Regions from separate parts of the Mus musculus genome. Here region 2 is linked to region 1. A link is a contact called in public HiChIP or PLAC-seq data. All regions are on one chromosome and are shown on one strand. Each heading gives the region's core, a stretch centred on a gene start, on an enhancer-like site or on the middle of the called end of the contact. The rest is flanking DNA. Distances are from core to core; before and after follow the strand shown. Region 1 has its middle 36 kb from the start of Gm26166. Region 2 has its middle 43 kb from the start of Tsc22d2.

Region 1 (6,519 bases), core at 2,476-4,975:
ACACTGAGGAGTTACTGTCAGATGATAGCTACTGGGAGAAGAGGGGTGATATTTCTTTATCCTCCTCTTTGTCATCGTGTTCTTCCTCATCATCTTCCTCTCCTTTTCCTTTTCCTCCTCTTCCTCCTTTTCTTCTACTTCCTCATTGTCATCTTTTTCTTTGGCTGAGGGCATGGCTATAGAAAGGCTGCCCAAGCTCCAGTGGATAGCCTCCATCCTTTCACATACAGGCAGCACTATATTGAACTCAGTGTGCTGTTTAAAGAAAGAAAAAAGAAGAGGGAATTAGTTGGGAGATGAGCATATTAAATGGTTTTGGGGGAAATGGGAGTGGATACGTATATAATGCCTGAAACTCCCAGAGAATATATATAAAAAAAAAAATACTGCACATTTTTTTTTAAATGACTGCTGGGAGTGTAGCTCAGTGGTACTTCACTTGCTTAATATTTACAAGGTTCTGGGTTCAATCCCTAGCACTGAAAACATTCTTGGGTTTTATGGGTCTTTAGTCCTTCATACAAAGTGCATTATTTTTTTGTTCTAACTTGTCCTTTCTCTCCTCCTTCTTCCCTCCCTCTTCCCCTCCTGCCCTCTCGCCTTCCTTTCATGATGCTTCTGGTAAAACCCAGATTTACATTAAGTGGTTAAGCTAGAACTTATAAGTTTCATGACGTCATCAAAGTTGTTGTATTATTTTGGCCCCAAAAACATGTGAAAAAAGGAACTAAACTAAGATTCCTCACAGTGCTAGATCTTGATGTGATCAGAAACCAGGGCTCTGCTAGGAAAGGAAAAAGAAGCCATCTTACTTGATGTGGGAGAACGGCCATTGCTCTGTGTTTTTCACAGTTTGTGTGTGTGTGTGTGTGTGTGTTTGTTTTATTTTTTTAAACCATCTGGTACAGACTCAGAAGTAGATTCAAAGCAACGCTTACCTAGCAACTTTTTAACTAGAAACCAAGGAGGCCATAGAAGAAAGTTAGGGATCCACAAATATACATTTGATTGGATTAATTTTGTTATTTTAAAAATTAAGGCTGGGCCCATGCCTGCAATCTCATCACTTGGAAATCTGAGACAGGAGGATTGCCATGAGTTTGAGACCAAATTGGGTCTAAATATGTCACCTCACATTGACAAAAATAAAACTCTAAACAAAAAACACTCACCTAGTGAGAATAGTTTGCTTCTCAAATGTGTGATAGATTATAGTTCAGCAATACAATGGCAGCCACAGTCTGATATTGTGTGAGGAAATGGTTCACCTTTCAACTTCTAAATATGCATGCCCCTTCCCTCTGTGTGTGTACAGGGGAGCCATCAGAGACCTTATTTTATGGAAATGTTCCGTTATTAAAAAAATAGATTAAAATTCACTCATCTATCACTTCCTGTGGAAAAGCTGGGAAACATTCATAGTAAATGTTCAACCAATATTTGCTCTTATTTCAGGCAGGCAGAGAATATGAGGCTGGAGATAGAGAACTAGGTTGACTCTACTGTCCGACATATCCGGATGTTTACCAGTGAAGCTGAGTTCCATCCTGTCTCGGACACCTACAGTCTTGTTCTCGTGTGCTGTTGCAGGTGCCTCCAGAGCTCCTTTGAATTCCAGGTCAAGCACTGCTCCCCACTCTGTTCTTGGGCACTATACAACAACTTAATGTGTACTGAGATAGCTCTTTCTCAGACACTGGGGCCATTTAAATGGTCTATTCTGAAGCTTTTCTGAGAGTACTCTTCCTCTGTCCTTTCATGAGTGACCTGGCATCTTATTCTCCCTTCGGTTGACAGGGCCTGTCCCTCGTGGTAATGGGTCGGTCCTTTCTACGAAGTTGAGTGCTTCCAACTTAGAGCTGGGATAAGCGAGTGAGGAATCCAGACAAAAACCAAAGACTCAAGTTCTCCTAAAACAAAACACAAAACAAACAATACCAAAAACCTAAAACAACAACAACAATAAAAAAATAGTACTTAAAAAATATATGACAAATAAAGCAACTCAACAAATTTTCAAATAAATACATTTTTAAAAATGTATTTTTTCCACAGCTTTCCTATTTTCTACCAATATATTATAGAACCTTTGCAAAGAACACTGGGTGATCAAGGGAAAGGCCAATAGCTCTATCTATAGGTAGCTTACAAATCTGGGCTCCCTGTTGGTGGCTACTAGGAGTGCCTTGTCTGTAATCCATCACTTCTAACTCACCTGGGAGGTGGTCAGCAATTGAGCCATTTTTTTTTAAGGTGTCTGGTTCAGGTTCCCTCCCTTTAGTGGGTTTTCCTCCCAGCACCATTTTCTGACCTAAAGATACAACCCTGTACAGACAAAACCAAGCATGCTCACAAGCAAACCCAAACTATTTCAATAGTAGACTAAGTGGTATTAATGTCGGGAAGTCCACTGTTTCAGGTTCCTTCCTCCCTAGTTCTTCCTTTCCTGACTAGCTCTGTCATTGTTTTCAAAGTTTGTCTCAGACAGCCATCGGAAGATTTTTCCAATTTTTGTTCTCTGAATTTTGACATTCATCTTGTGACTCCAATCTGTTGACTGGAATGGGGGCACAGAGTGAATCACCCCCACTGGGCTGTGAGCAACTTGGATAGAGGGCACAAACACGGCTCTGTTAGTCTACTCAAGACATCTTATTGCTAGCCAGAGATCAGTGAACGTTTGTTGAAATCAGGTGGTTCTTGCTGCAGAGAGTGTTGGACAGTTAGCATGATACTTCTGGCTGTATTTTCCCCATAGTTTTAGCCATAAACATTTTAGATTTTAAGCACCTAAAACCCGTGAGTCCTTTCCACCTTGTCTCCAAGATCTAGCACATCTGGATGCATCTGTTTTCTGACTTTGGGTGCTGCTTCTGTTCTAAGTAGGTGCCAATGACTCCTGAAGCACCTGGCTGTTGCACATGTCCCAGTGTCCTTGTAGAAGCCTGTGCAAAAGCTCCCCCTGCAAAACCCCTGAGGTTTTGCTGCCTAGGGTTGCAGCTGCAAAGAGATACTTCAGACAAGCGTAGCTGCTGAGGCTCCTGCGGGGAAGAGCCCTGCTCATGCTACTAAATAGAAGGATGTGTACAAACTTGCTTTTGGTTTGTTTGGATAGGTTTTTTTTTTTTTAAAGACTTGACCCTTTCCCTACATTTTTCCTATGAAGCATGTGACTGATAATAAAAAATTACTGAATTGAGAGAGAGAGAGAGAGAGAGAGAGAGAGAGAGAGAGAGAGAGAGAGATTTGTGTTCTTGGCATTATTATTATTTAATCATTCCACACAGATTACTCCATTTTGATGTTCAGGATTCTATTTAGGAGCCTCTGAATGTCTCTTTGGTTTGCTAGGATTGTTAACACAGGTGGTAAGGATGAAGATATTTGTTTATGGAACGAGTAACTGTATGGATGGTACTTTTACAAAAGAAAACATTTATTTTTCAAAGTCAGAGAAGGTTTTCTACATTTTCCAGTCATTGGAATGGCAGATTGTGGTAAGTTATAGAAATATTTTTTTCTCTCTGTGGCTTGGAGTCTCTTTTTAGTAAACTTTCTCAACATAACAAGTTTTAACACTCAGTCAGGACCACAAAGAATGATTTATAAAAGAATCAGCTCCATTCAGGACATTTAAGAATAATTTAAAAAAAAAATGAAAAGATTCCTAAGTTCTCCCCAACAGGTTTAGATTCCAGCCTTGCATTCATGAAAAAACATTGAAAGATGTGACTCATACATTGTTGATAGTTAATAGAGACACCACCATGTAGTAAATCCGTGTCTAGGATTTAGAAAAAGGGAAGAGATAATTTTGGGAGAGATGCGCAGAAAATGGAGCAGTTGGTAGGAACACAGATTGATTCAGCCACAGTGGAAAATGGTGTAAAGGTTCCTAAACAAATTAAAAATAGAGCCACTGTATGCCCAGCAATCGCTCTTCTGGGCATACACCCAAAGGAAATGAAATCACCACCTCGGGAAGATAGCTGTACGCCCACGTTTACTGAAGCATCATTCACAATGTCCATGAGACGGAAACAACCTAAGTGTCTATCAGCAGAGGAGATGGAGAAACATAGCACGTATACACACAGTAGAATATTGTCCAGCCTCAGTAAGAAGATCTGTGATTTCTGAGAACACAGATGAGCCCAGGGAGCAAAGTCAAGCCAGCCAGACATAGGAAGGAAAAACATTGACTGGGAACATATATGTAGCATCTGAAATAAAATCAGGCACCTCAGGAAAATGGATAGTCAGCGTATCAGGATAAAAGAATCAAGAAGGATAACACAGTTGTGGTTCTGCAAGATGAAGGAGAATGAAGAACTAATGCTCACTACGAGGACTGGAGGAATGCTGCACACTTGAGATTTGCTAAAAAAGGTACATTTTAGGTACCTTTTAAAACAAGTTTTACATTAATTAAATAATTAATTGTGTGTGTTTATATAGGTCAAAAGATAACTTTTTGGGAATTAGTCTCTTCTTCCACCATGTGGATTCTTGAGGATCAAACTTAGGTTGTCAGGCTTAGCTGCAGGTTATTCAGTTGTAGATCTATTCACAGGCTCAGGCTCAGGCTCAGGATTAGGCACAGGCACAGGCACAGGCACAGGCACAGGCACAGGCACAGGCACAGGCACAGGCACAGGCACAGGCACAGGCACAGGAACAGGCACAGGCACAGACAGGCACAGGCACAGGCACAGGCACAGGCACAGGCACAGGCACAGGCACAGGCACAGGCACAGGCACAGGCACAGGCACAGGCACAGGCACAGGCACAGACAGGCACAGGCTCAGGCTCAGGCACAGGCACAGGCACAGGCACAGGCACAGGCACAGGCACAGGCACAGGCACAGGCACAGGCACAGACAGGCACAGGCACAGGCACAGGAACAGGCACAGGCACAGACAGGCACAGGCACAGGCACAGGCACAGGCACAGGCACAGGCACAGGCACAGGCACAGGCACAGGCACAGGCACAGGCACAGACACAGACAGACACAGGCACAGGCACAGGCACAGACACAGACACAGACAGGCACAGACACAGGCACAGGCACAGACACAGACAGACACAGGCACAGACAGGCACAGACACAGGCACAGGCACAGGCACAGGGCTCAGGCACAGACACAGACACAGACAGACACAGGCACAGATAGGCACAGGCACAGGCACAGGCACAGGCACAGGCACAGGCACAGGCACAGGCACAGGCACAGGCACAGGCACAGGCACAGGGCTCAGGCACAGACACAGACACAGACACAGACAAACACAGGCACAGGCACAGGCACAGACACAGACACAGGCACAGACACAGACAGGCACAGGCACAGGCACAGGCACAGGCACAGGCACAGGCACAGGCACAGGCACAGGCACAGGCACAGACACAGACAGACACAGGCACAGGCACAGGCACAGACACAGACACAGACAGGCACAGACACAGGCACAGGCACAGACACAGACAGACACAGGCACAGACAGGCACAGACACAGGCACAGGCACAGGCACAGGGCTCAGGCACAGACACAGACACAGACAGACACAGGCACAGATAGGCACAGGCACAGGCACAGGCACAGGCACAGGCACAGGCACAGGCACAGGCACAGGCACAGGCACAGGCACAGGCACAGGGCTCAGGCACAGACACAGACACAGACACAGACAAACACAGGCACAGGCACAGGCACAGACACAGACACAGGCACAGACACAGACAGGCACAGGCACAGGCACAGGCACAGGCACAGGCACAGGCACAGGCACAGGCACAGGCACAGGCACAGGCACAGGCACAGGCACAGGCACAGACACAGACACAGGCACAGGCACAGACACAGACACAGACAGGCACAGACACAGGCACAGGCACAGACACAGACAGACACAGGCACAGACAGGCACAGACACAGGCACAGGCACAGGCACAGGCACAGGCACAGGCACAGGCACAGGCACAGGCACAGGCACAGGCACAGACAGGCACAGACACAGGCACAGGCACAGGCACAGGCACAGGCACAGGCACAGGCACAGGCACAGGCACAGACACAGACACAGACACAGACACAGACAGGCACAGACACAGGCACAGGCACAGGCACAGGCACAGGCACAGACACACACAGACACAGACACAGACACAGACACAGACACAGACAGGCACAGTCACAGTCACAGTCAGAGGCACAGGCACAGGCACAGACACAGACAGGCACAGGCACAGGCACAGGCACAGGCATAGGCACAGGCACAGGCACCGCTCCTCCCTCTCCCAAGCTATCTCACCAGTCCAGAATTTTAGCTACTTTTACAAAAAAGAAAAAAGTAGGTAAGGTGATGGATATGCTAATATTTTATTAATATATTTGACTACAGCAATCACGTCATCATACTTATTACATGGAACTGTTATGTTATACATCTTAAATACATATTTTTTTCTAAAGAGTACAAACCATGCAATGCCTAGAAGCTGTCTGGCAGTGAT
Region 2 (5,910 bases), core at 579-3,078, 120 kb before region 1:
CTGGCCGTGGGATCTCTCAGACTCTGGGCTGTGCCAGAGGCCAAGATAAGGAAGGCTTCACTTTCTGGACTAGACCTTCGTGAAGGACCACCACGGTCCTGTGATGTGGATGAGGACTATGTGTGGGTCAGTGGTCCTGATGGGGCCAGGGACCAGGGGCCAGGGGCCAGGTGGTGGCCTGTCTCACATCTAATGCTCTGTGGCTATCTGGTCTGTGCCATGCCCTGGGGCCGTGCTTGGTGTGTGCTACCCACCTGAAGCTGTGGTGCTGTCTGGGGCCAAGTCTGGCTCCAGGGACCTGCTGCAGACTGAAGCCATGTTGATATACACCGTCTAGGCTGCCTCCAAGAACTTTGCCTAGGGCCATGGTCCTACTGTACCAGGGCCCGTATTCATGGTCGGTGCTGTTGCCAGAAACCATGGGGAAAAGTCCTTAGTCCAAGCTCCAGGTGACTATAAAGAGCAGGAAAGCTACTTTGTGATGTCGATAACTGCTGATGCCCAACTGAGAAAGAGGGACTTGGAAGGCTTCTGTAATAATCCCTCCCGATGTCTCGATGTAGCAGCCTAATTAGGAACCATCGAAAGAGAACTCTTAAAAATTCACAACTGATGGCTTCTGGAGGAGGGCACAGATGAGAAACTCAATTTTCTTTAGGGGGCAGGCCACTGGGAGTTTAACTATGCTCCAGTTAGTATATGAGCCATACAAATTGGACTTGTTGTTGTTGGAGGAGGAGAAAAGGAGGAAGAGGGCATGGAAGGACTGGGAAGTGAGAGCAATCAGGGTGTACAAAGTGAAATTCTTAAGGAATCAATAAAAACACTATTTTGAAAACAATTATTGACTCCCAACAGAAATGCATTTCCTCTGTCACATTGCTCTAAACGTTTCTAAGGCTTTGCTCTCAGTTAGTCTTCATAGTTTATAAATTCTTCGGTCATCTGCTGGACTAAGCTTTGAGTAGCCTGCTCTAGGATAATCTGCCTTGATAAACCCCTCTGCTCCTTCCAGCTCACATTCGCAGCTTCTGCTAAGTGCCTGCTTTTGAGTCAGTCACCCTATTACTTTACGCTGTGGACTCCTTCGGGGGCATGTGTGGGAGTCTTTTTAGTCTTTCAGTGCCCAGCACCTACCACAATGCCAGGTAAGGATTTATGTTGTATTAAGTTTTAGGAGGGAAGGATGGTGAAGAGTTTCCTTCCTTTTGTGCTTTTCAGGGTTGGTTAGTTAAACACACACACACACACACACACACACACACACACACATCAGAAATGAGAAAAATGTAAGCATTGTTTTAACAACTGATACTGTAGAACAAGTTGATACCTACCTCCTGTGGCCAGTGACAGAGGTCAGTTTGTGTGAGCAAAAGAAACGAGGCTTGGCAGCTCCTGCTCTCACGGAGCAGGGCACAGGCTCCTCCTCTTCCCACTGTCTTTCGACTGGTAAGATCGTCAAGAGTTTAAAATGACTAATTTTAAGAGACGGGCAAAGTAATTTTGTATAAATGTTCTGTTGAAAATTAAGGCTAGAAAGTGCTGTCTTTCCTACAGCTGTTCCTTTCTAAGGCCTGGTGTTCCTGGAATGTTCAATGGTCACCTCGATGGCATGATTCAGACACTGCAGTAACTGAATATGATCATTTAGAGCATAAGGCACGGGCCCTGACTTTTCTGTTCTGACAGTGGTGCTGTTTGCACAGTTGGTTAATCACAGCTCGAAAGTGACTTATCGGTGATGTGTAATATGACTAAGTGAGCGGCTAAGCAGTTTCATTGTGATCCTGCAGTCACTGGAATTCCTGTCACCTTTCCAACAGTTAAGTCATTTTGCATAACAGCAGGGTGACATCACTGAGTTGCCAGATTATTGGCTGAAGACAAGAGGGAGGGTGGGGGTGAGAATGCTTCCTGGGCTGTAAAGCTTTCCCAGACCTAAATGAGTGGCTTATGCTGTTTCTGCAGTACACTCTGGAGCTTCGGAGTGTCCTACTGCCCAGGCTGAAGCCCAGGAGGGGAGTGAGCAATGTGTCTAACTGTAAAAGTCTCTTCCCTCCACAGGGCTGGCCCTTAAGATGAAGGGCCAGAGAAAGGAGACAATGACAATGTTGTTGTCTCTCTCTGGAAGGACTGATTTATAAGACGCAGTTCACTGTCTGCTTTACACGTCCACACTGAAGAAACAGTCAGCTGGGGCCCAGTTGCAAACCGCTTATGGCTGAAAGCCTGACTTATTTCCAGGGGAAATGGTAGTCTAGATTAGTCATCAGAGAACACTCAAACTTCCAATTTATTTAACTGCTTAAAATCTCATGCTCTAAAACTACTGATAGAAATGCCCCCTAAACTAGAGATAGGAGGGCAACTTATGATGATAATGTCCAATAATCATTATTTACTGTGTGCCAGTGTTGTAAGGAATGAGCATATACCAGTGGGTTTAGTCCAACAAAACAGCCACTACTGATGTCTCTAAGCTACTGAGAAGGGAATGGAGATGCTAAGATCTCACAATCAAGGAAGACTGAGGGCAGAGAGCTCAGTAGCAGCTCACCAGTCTTAGCTGTTGCCTCCCGTTGCCTTATTGTGATAACGACAATTCCACTTACTGCTCCTCCGTCCACTGAATGCTTGTAATGTAACCAGCTCTGAACAAGAGCCATGCCATCCCTTCATTAACCCTGCCCGTGAAATGATCCTTATCATCCCTGTATGGGAGATCGGGAACCTGGGATGGGAAAGTTCTGCCACACAGAGGCAGATGTCGAGGTGTGGTGCCATCCCTGCCTGGCTCTACATTCCATGCATTTAACACAGTGCTGTACTGTTTCAATAGCTGCTGTTTGTTGAGCAACAACTAACGTGTGAACCAGATCGTAGGTATTACTGGCTAGGTTTATAGGTTTATAGGGGCAGAAAACTAAAGTTGTAAGGGGTCAGGCAGTTTGTCAACTTCTGAGTGGCAAAGTCATACCCTCCCTCCTCTTCACCTCCCTCGGATCTAGAGCTGTACTGCAGGTCTCATGCCACAGGACAATAGGGAAGTCGAGGGAAGGGATGGTTTCTCAAGGGACTCTGAGATAGTCTGAAGATCTCTCAAGGAGTGGAGGCTGGTAAGAAATGGCCTAGAAACCACCTAGGGTGGTGCTCTGACTAAGAATGTAAATCTAGATGCCCCGAAGCTCCTTCTCTATTTGATGAGTCTGTGATCTGCTGGGTATGGGCAGACACCTCTCTCACTTCAATTCTTTTTCTTTTCTTACTGGACTCAGCATTTTGAAACAGCACTGCCTCATTCTTCATTTAGCCCAGAGCTTAGAGTCCCCTCAGTTCTCTTGCCTTGTAAGGGTTTTCTCCCTGCCCCTAGCGCAGCTCTTGCTCCGTAGCACATATTCAGTTCTCTGGAATGCAGCCACACATAAGCATGACACATATTTTCAGGAGGCTCTAGAAATGCATCTGGTAAGTGGATTTAATTTTGTTAAAGGGGAAAACATATAGGCACTAGGCTATGTAACCTACTAGTTTCATGGAAGGCACCCCTGCCTTTAAAATGCAACAGTTTACAAACACTGAAACCAATAATAAGCACAAGGCAAGCACACGAAGAAACCAACAGGTTGAATACTTCAGAAACATTTCAGAGTTTTCAAAAAGCAAGAGCCTGGGGTAAGTTGAAACTCTTACTCTATTAAACAAAAATTAAACACTACCCTTTAATAATTTAAAGAACATTTATTTTGGAGAAGAAGAGAGTGAAAGTTATGTATGACATATCTTAGTCAATACCATACAGTGAAAAGACTGTAAGATATGGCTGTTCAAACAGGGAAGCAAGTCCTCTATAGGGAACCTTCTGGAAGGAGGAAAGACTTGGCTAGAACTAGAAAGACTGGTGGAATTTTAAGGGTTGACATAGAGGTTAGAGAAAGGACAGTCCACACAGGGAACTAGCATGTGATTAAGAGATAAGACCATGTAGTCATGAATCTTGCTCCAGGGAACACAGTTCTTATGAAATATGAGACTCTTCTATAAAAATCCACAGGGATAATCAAGGATTTGTATTACTTTTAATATGAGAGAATAGAATGTAGAGGAAAAGTATAAGTCTCAGAATTAAAAAGGGGGACGTCACAATTACTGCTCTACTACCAGCCGGCATGCGTGGGTTCATGAATGGCCCTTTAACAGAGGTACACTCACCCATGTGGATCAACCAATGGCTCTGGATGCAAAGCTAAAGCTCATCTGAAGCTCACTGTCCCAACTCAGTGGGCAGGAAGCCACGGATGTCATCTGGTCTTCCCAACTCTAAGTTTATATTCCTGAATGAAGAAAAGATTCAAAGTGGACGAGTTTACTCACACTGTTTGTGATCCTAATCAGTGTCTAGAGAGATTTTTATAGCCAAGACCTCCTTAAGATAAATGAGTCCTCTTTGTTTTTTTGATCATTAAGTGCTTTGGGATGTGGTCTGAAGAAGTTCACTTCATTTATTCAGACATTGAGGGAGTTCCTAGGGTGTGGTAGTCTGTCTTCAACTTAGACCCGGATGATCTGTGTTTCCTGCTGTGCCTGTCCTGTGTACTAACCAAATATGGTAAACATAACTGCATGTCATTTCATAGATATGTTTTAACTGACGCTGGGGCTCATTTTGGAAGAAGAACCAAGGTCTGCTAACAGTTGGAGTGGAAGGGAAGGTTTCGATCAACAGTTATATGAGTTAGATGTCTTGGAAGGAGAAGCAACAGCCCCAAACATGCCTCTTTGTGACTGTAGTCCTGGTTCTTCCCTCCACTGACCTTTGTCAGGACTGCTGACTAACTCTAGGTCCTTCTGCACAGGAGGCCAGTGCTACAGCCTTTAGCACTTGACATTTTGACTTGCACTTAGGAAAGACCCTGAGTCACAACTCAGCTAAGGTGCATTCATGACACTAAGAAATGGTGCATAAAAATAAAGTCACGTTGCTTTAGGCTACTAATAGTTAGGTATTTTATTTTCTAGAAATTAATGATAGACTCATCGTTTGTTAGTTCTTGTGTCAAGAACTCAGAATTAGGTTTTGCTCCCTAGAAACTAACAGTACAAAGGAGAGCAAAGATATAAACAAATACCCCAAATGGAGATGTGGCTGCACCTAATTATAGCACACTACAACAGGGATTTTCTGTGTAGAAAAAAAATCTCTGTTCTAGGGAGCTGAAAGTGTAGCGATGAGTTCTACTTGGAGAGAGTGGAGATCTGAGAAAAGCTTTACAAACAGATGTCTAGAGATCAGTGCCTGAGAAAGATCAAAACATCTCTAGGTAAAAGAGCATATTCTAAGGCCTACAGGTAAGAGTCACCGAGTGACTGAAGATGTTCTCATTTCCATGCAGATGCCGTCAGGGATTCATGTAAGGATTTCCTGTCAGGAAGGATAAATTTAGCCTAACAGGTAAAATGACACAGGTAACTTTTAGGTATGAGCTCAACAGTCAGATAGACATTAAAGAGCAGGTATATGCTATGTTACAAGTGTGTGTTCACTCAGAGAACCTGGTACAGCCATTGGGAAGAGATGGAGGCCACAGACAAAACTGCTGTACTTCTGTTCAGTAGCTTTCTGTGTTAGAGACATGTGAGCTTTAGAAACTGTCTCTATCACTTATTAATACTTTCATTCTCTAAGTTTCCATTTAAAAATAATTTAGATGTATCAACAATTACAAAAGAAAGCCTCAGGGATATAGCCCAGAAGAAGAACACTGGGCCTTATGGGCTAAACAAAAGCCAAAGAAATTTTGCAAAAATAATATGAGGAATTTCTATATATTCTTCACACAGTTTCCTCTCATGTTAACATTTTATGTAAATGCAGTGCAGTTTTAACAATTAGAACATTAATGTTGGCAA

The links. HiChIP or PLAC-seq counts read pairs in DNA pulled down with a chosen protein or histone mark.
Region 2: a contact with region 1 is called in a CTCF HiChIP or PLAC-seq map of the NIH/3T3 cell line, with 11 read pairs. The contact joins two enhancer-like sites. A contact is called at or near these places in 1 of 15 datasets of contacts at CTCF or cohesin (the NIH/3T3 cell line), 7 of 484 Hi-C or Micro-C datasets (cortical neurons, embryonic fibroblasts, muscle stem cells and 3 more) and 1 of 115 datasets of contacts at active chromatin or transcription factors (stem cell-derived neural progenitor cells).

The regions. Positions count from the first base shown.
Region 1 is chr3:58,251,592-58,258,110 of GRCm38.p6, reverse strand. No RefSeq gene overlaps it. Among named protein-coding and RNA genes, the nearest start is that of Gm26166, 36 kb to the left of the region's middle. Within about 2 kb of position 3,725, at least 50 of the 459 cell types and tissues checked have an H3K27ac peak or open chromatin away from gene starts, as enhancers often do. A contact at or near this core is called in the NIH/3T3 cell line and embryonic fibroblasts, where this site is marked.
Region 2 is chr3:58,368,504-58,374,413 of GRCm38.p6, reverse strand. No RefSeq gene overlaps it. Among named protein-coding and RNA genes, the nearest start is that of Tsc22d2, 43 kb to the left of the region's middle. Within about 2 kb of position 1,828, at least 227 of the 459 cell types and tissues checked have an H3K27ac peak or open chromatin away from gene starts, as enhancers often do. A contact at or near this core is called in the NIH/3T3 cell line and embryonic fibroblasts, where this site is marked.